2 separate regions of the Hordeum vulgare genome follow, and region 1 is linked to region 2. A link is a contact called in public Hi-C data. All regions are on one chromosome and are shown on one strand. The core of a region is the stretch at or near the end of the contact, and the rest is flanking DNA. Distances in the headings are between cores, read along the strand shown. Region 1 holds the start of LOC123452095 (glycosyltransferase BC10-like). Region 2 holds the start of LOC123452094 (protein IQ-DOMAIN 5-like).

The links. A called contact is a pair of places that touch in the nucleus more often than the background predicts.
Region 1: a Hi-C map of leaf shows a contact between it and region 2, with 2.0 times the contacts expected there. The contact joins the promoter of LOC123452095 here to the promoter of LOC123452094 in region 2. A contact is called at or near these places in 2 of 6 Hi-C or Micro-C datasets (leaf and seedling) and 1 of 1 datasets of contacts at active chromatin or transcription factors (embryo).

The regions. Positions count from the first base shown.
Region 1 is chr5H:520,527,475-520,530,174 of MorexV3_pseudomolecules_assembly, forward strand. LOC123452095 (glycosyltransferase BC10-like) reads left to right here and starts at 1,341. Exons shown (of 2, transcript XM_045128679.1): 1 at 1,341-2,700. The coding sequence starts at 1,952.
Region 2 is chr5H:520,399,125-520,401,824 of MorexV3_pseudomolecules_assembly, forward strand. It overlaps LOC123452094 (protein IQ-DOMAIN 5-like), which reads left to right and starts at 1,431. Exons shown (of 8, transcript XM_045128678.1): 1 at 1,431-1,566.

The DNA of each region.
Region 1 (2,700 bases), core at 91-2,590, 130 kb after region 2:
TTGACCATGTGCATCCATGCTACTCGTGTTTGATTGTTATCCTCGTAGTAGTAATTTCCCGATCGACTGCTATTTTTTAAATAGTACTTATTCGTTTAAAACAAGTGACTCAATTTTATATTAATTTTAAAATTATTATTTCCTTCCAAAAACAAGTGACTCAACTTTGTAACTCTGTACCAACTTTAAAATTACTACTCCATTTATCCAAAGAAACAAGTGACCCAACTTTGTATTAATTTTAATACAAAGTTGAGTCACTTATTTTGAAATGGGGGGAATAGTAATTTTCCGACTGGCCATTTTAAAAAGATAGATGCAAAATCGATCGTCATACATTCTATGAGTACCTACAAGAAAACAGGTCCGGTGATTGAAGTCGCAACAGCAACAGAGTTTGGGGGCGGGGAAGGAGCGATTCCACCAACGCGACGATCGTCATGGTAGGGGCGATTCTGCCACCCAGGCGACATAGATCGTCGATGGGCGACGATTGGCCTTAGCGACACACGACCAACAAACGAAGGAAGAAGGAAGGAGACAATGACCATTTTAAGCAACTTTTAAACGTAGTTTCCATGCCGCTGCAGCCTCGACTTGACGCTTGGCAACAAGCCAGGTAGTCGATGAGCAAGGCAAAGCTGCAGTTCCGCTCATCTTGCCACCATCATCGTTGCCGCACAATTCGCAACGCCGCTTCCACACTGACGAACACCCGCCACAAAATGAAATTACTAGTAGGAAAAGAAAGAGGAAAACAGCCGGTTGGCTCAAGAACTGACATGTGGGCCCGCGCAACCACCACACCGGCCATCTGGCAAAGACCGACGAGGACGTGTACCGGCCGGCTGGCAAGATCAACCATCACCATCAGCAGCTTGGCACCATATACCCGATAGGCCGATACAAAGAACATGTGGAAGACCCATCTTGTGCGCAAAAAAAGAAAAAAGAAGAGAGGGAAGGGAGAGGCTTCTAGAGGCGCGTCAAGATGATCGCCCCCGGCGGATCCAACCGCCGCGATGTAACAGAAGCAGGTAGGGGTCTGGTGTAGAGTCTAGAGTCGGACAGTGCCGTCCACTAATACCTCAGTTGCCAATGCCAGCCGCGTCACCCCCCCTAACTCAACCAATCCTATTTAACCCGACTGGCGGGCCCGCTCGACAGCGACGCGACACACAACCAGCCCGCGCCGCGCACGCACCTCTCCTCCTCCTCCTCCTCCTCACTCCCCTCCCCCATCTTCCCCACCCCTCCTTCTCGGCCTCACAAACAAAGATCTCCCCAAAAATCTCCCGATCCCTCTCTCGCCCGCCGCCGCTCTCCCCCTCCGCTCCGGGGGGCCGAGCCGGATCCGCCCGCCCGGCGCAGCGCAGCGCAGCGGCCCCGTGCCGCCATTTTCCCTCCCCGGTGTGGCCGCGTGCCTTGTTTTATTGGTTGTTGGGGGGGAGTCGGTCGGTCGGTTGCTCCGTTCCTGGCTGTTCTTGTCTGCCCTGCCCTGCCCTGCCCTGCCCTGCCCACGAGGTGCCGTTCCTGGTCTCCTCTCCTCTCCTCTCTCCCCCACCCCGCGGCGGTTACCGGATCTCGCGGTAAAGCCCCCGCAGCCGAGGGAGGGACGGAGGCGGCCGAGCTCCGGCCGGGATTCGGAGCCCAGTGCTCGCCATTTGGTCTGATTCCGAGGAGAGGGACGCCATGCCCGGCTGCTCCTCGGATTGACCCCTGGCGCCGGCCCGTGCTCGCCGCTCCCCTCCCTGCTTCACTCCCAGCCTCCGGATCGAAAGATCCAATTCGCGGGGCATTCTTCCGTCCTCTTCGCCCAATTCCTCCACAGGACTGTCCCTGTCTGCCAATCGCTCTCAATTCCTCCCTCTTTTAAAACTCTGCTCTTTCTCCCTCTACCCCCCACCAAGATCCAATCCCCACCGCCGCTCGCATTCTGCGGTCGCCGGGGATGACGTCGCCGGTGACCACGCACGCCTCGCCCTTCCTGCTCTCCCTGCTCCTGCTCCTCTCCATCCCGGTAGTCTTCCTCCTCGCGCCGCGCCTGCTCCCGCCGAAGACGCTCCCCGCCATCCCGGACGCCGACGAGTCAGACGACCTTGCCCTCTTCCGCCGCGCCATCCTCTCCTCTTCCTCCGCCAAGCCGGCCACCACCTCCTACTTCTTCCACCGCCGCCCTCGGCCCAAAGTCGCCTTCCTCTTCCTCACCAACTCCGACATCGTCTTCTCACCACTCTGGGAGAAGTACTTCCATGGTCACGGCCAGCTCTTCAACCTGTATGTCCATGCCGATCCCTACTCCGTCCTAGAGCTGCCCCCGACGCCCACCTTCCGCGGCCGCTTCGTCGCAGCCAAGGCCACGCAGCGTGCCTCCCCCACGCTCATCTCTGCCGCCCGCCGCCTCCTCGCCACCGCACTCCTAGACGACCCGTCAAACCAGTTCTTTGCGCTGCTGTCTCAGTCCTGCATCCCGCTGCACCCGTTCCCCACCCTGTACAATGCACTCGTCTCCGACAATGCTGGCCCTCACGGCCACCACCGCAGCTTCATAGAGATAATGGACAACACCTCCATCCTCCATGATAGGTACTATGCCCGCGGTGATGAGGTGATGTTGCCAGAGGTGCCCTATGGCCAGTTTCGTGCTGGATCGCAGTTCTTTGTGCTGACCAGGAGGCATGCCATCATGGTTGTGAGGGA
Region 2 (2,700 bases), core at 181-2,680:
CTTGAACATGTTGATGAGGTATGAGTAGTAACTATTATTCCCGAGGACATGGGAAAAGTCTTGTTATAAATAATCATATAAAATTGGTATTTATTCGATGTTTCGATGATATGTATGTTGTTACTTCTCTTAGTGGAGCTCGTGCGGACGTGCGCATGAGGGTTAGTTGAAGTTAGGTGCTTAGCAAGGCGGGTATAAAAGTCGCCATGTAAATTGTGTTTGTTGTGCCGTTATGTGCCGAGCCGAGTTGAGTTGCCAACATACAGGTCATTCGACGGCCGGAGCATTCATTGCCATAACCACAATGTCTTTTGTTCATCTTTGTCTACTTCAGTCCGACATTTGTATCGCCGGTGGCTTCTCGATGTTTGTCGTCGAGGAGGGTTGGTTTGTCCCCGACAACGTGGCCCAAGAACATGCATGCTCGTGCACGAGATCGGCCTCCCCGACATGACAGCGACGGTCAGTAAGAAGACGCTCGCAAGGGCATTCCAGTTGGTCATCAAGCACGCCGCGACACCTTGCGGCGTGGGTTGCTCATCATCCCAACACACGGGGAGGTCGGGTCCCCGTCTGAATGAGCGTTGTTGTGTTGACACCGACATAATAAGTCATGTACCCAACGACGATGGGCGTGGACGACCGCTGATGATCGAATTGTTTGGCGTCGTACAAGTAGGGCGGCTGAAATTGTCTCGCCAAGGCGTGGAGCATGGCCTTCTGTCGCCCCCGTCCAACCATGTCCCGTGTATATGCCCCCCACACGACGCCTGCCTCTTGATCATTTGCATTCGTTTTTAGATGGTGGGCTTGGTGTGTCGCCGAGTTGATCTTGCGAGCGACCATGTTCTCTCGATCCTTCACCTCCGTTGACTCCGACAACTCTTTGTATGGGTCCAGGCGGCGGGAAGGCGGAAAGGCGAGTAAATAATAACATGCGTGCCACAGCCGGAGTATCCAGGAGGTAGAACGCTTCAAATATGCGGGCTTCGCCTTGGTTTTCGATGGGCCGGCGGTGTCGAAGTCCTATGTGGCCGAGGCCCGGACTCGCGCAAAGCACCTCCTAGTTTGCGTTCGATTTACGGGATTTCGGATAGCTAGACGTGTCCACTGACAAATACATAACCGCGTTGGGTGACAAACTGCATCCGGACAAGTTGATGGAGGCGTTTGCAAGCCATTTAAACGTCCGCATTGCCCTTAGTAAAAAAAAGTTGTACACGCTTAGTTTGAGTAAAAAATATTTACTCAACAACTCTCCTCATAGAAATGGGTGGCAAGAGATAAAACTGAGGTGTCAGACTTTTTCGATGTGAGCACTCGACAGATCATTTCTATGTGAGCTCTTGTCATAACTTTTTTTATTTTTATTTTTTTGCTTCGAAGAAACGAAAAGTGCGCAAATAAGAGGGAGAGAAGAAGAAGAGTACACCACCCCGAGGCAGAAAAGAAGAGGGGCTCACGACGCGCGACAGAAGAGGCGAGCGGCGGAGGGGAGGGGAGGGAAGGAATGCTCTCCACTCTCCAGCTTCCTGGTGGTCTCAGGCTATCGTCTTCGGCGCCCAGGTGAGTCCCAGGTTCCCAGCCCATCCCATGTCCAGAATCCCCAGTAGGCATTTCGGCGAGCGCCTCTGGGCTGCGCGTTCATCTCCGGTGCGATTTGGTCCAGTTCGAGACCCCCGAGCGAATGATTGACGGGCCTGCTCTTTGATTCGAGCCCCGCTCTCACCAGATTTTTTGGGGGAATTTCGTAACGTCCGAGCTCTGCGTCCCTCTGCTCGCTCGTCTTGCGGCCTGCGGTTCTGATTTGTGCGCGCGTTCGGTGGCTTGGAACTGCCATTGCGGGTACACGGTGTGTTCTTGTTGAATTTTCTCATGGAATCCGTGTGCCATCCAAGTCGCTGCACTGTCGCAAGATTTATAACGGAGTGCCGTAAAGAGGTTCTGTTGACAATCTCCGCCCCGCTCCCGTTCTTTCCTTCTCAAAGCCGGGTTTCTTTTTGGGGGCTGGCCGTGTCTTCATTCGCTGTAAAGGTTACAGTGAACTTTCAAGGTGCTTGCTGGCTGGGCCTTAACTCTTATCTCGGAGTTCTGCAACTTCTTACATTTTGGGTCGCCTAGCGCCTGCAATGCAGCCCCTGAAATCTTCGTGTTGGAATGTATCCCTCTTGGGAATTACTACTTGTGAGTTTTGCTCAGTTTTTAGCTGCATTCACAGGGTACAAATGCTGCTTACATCTTGCAGGACCATGCCTAAGTTTCTGAAACTCTGTTTCTCTCCCTTTCTGGGTTTGATACTAGTTTGCTGAACTGTTCTTCAATTTTGGCCTAGCGTGCAAAAAATCCTTGCGTGTACTGTATATTAGGTGGTGGAGTAGGATTACCTATCAGCATCTCTGCTAGTTTGCTGCCGTAGTCATGACTGGTATTGTATACTTTTATGGCAAACCATCAGCCAAGGAATGGCAGAATATTTTTGTTGCTTCCAACTGACCTTATCATACAACCTAGGTTCTTTACTGGACAGCCAGTAATCATTGGAAGCAACTTGCATGTGCGAACTCTTATTGTAGGATGCACTGCGCGAGATTCTAGCAATTGTTATGTAGTTTTTCTTGGTTCTATGCTGTGGGTCATCTTTCTTCTTTTACTTAAGTTTCAAGCAGAAGCAGCTTTGCTTATTTAGCACCGTAACATTGC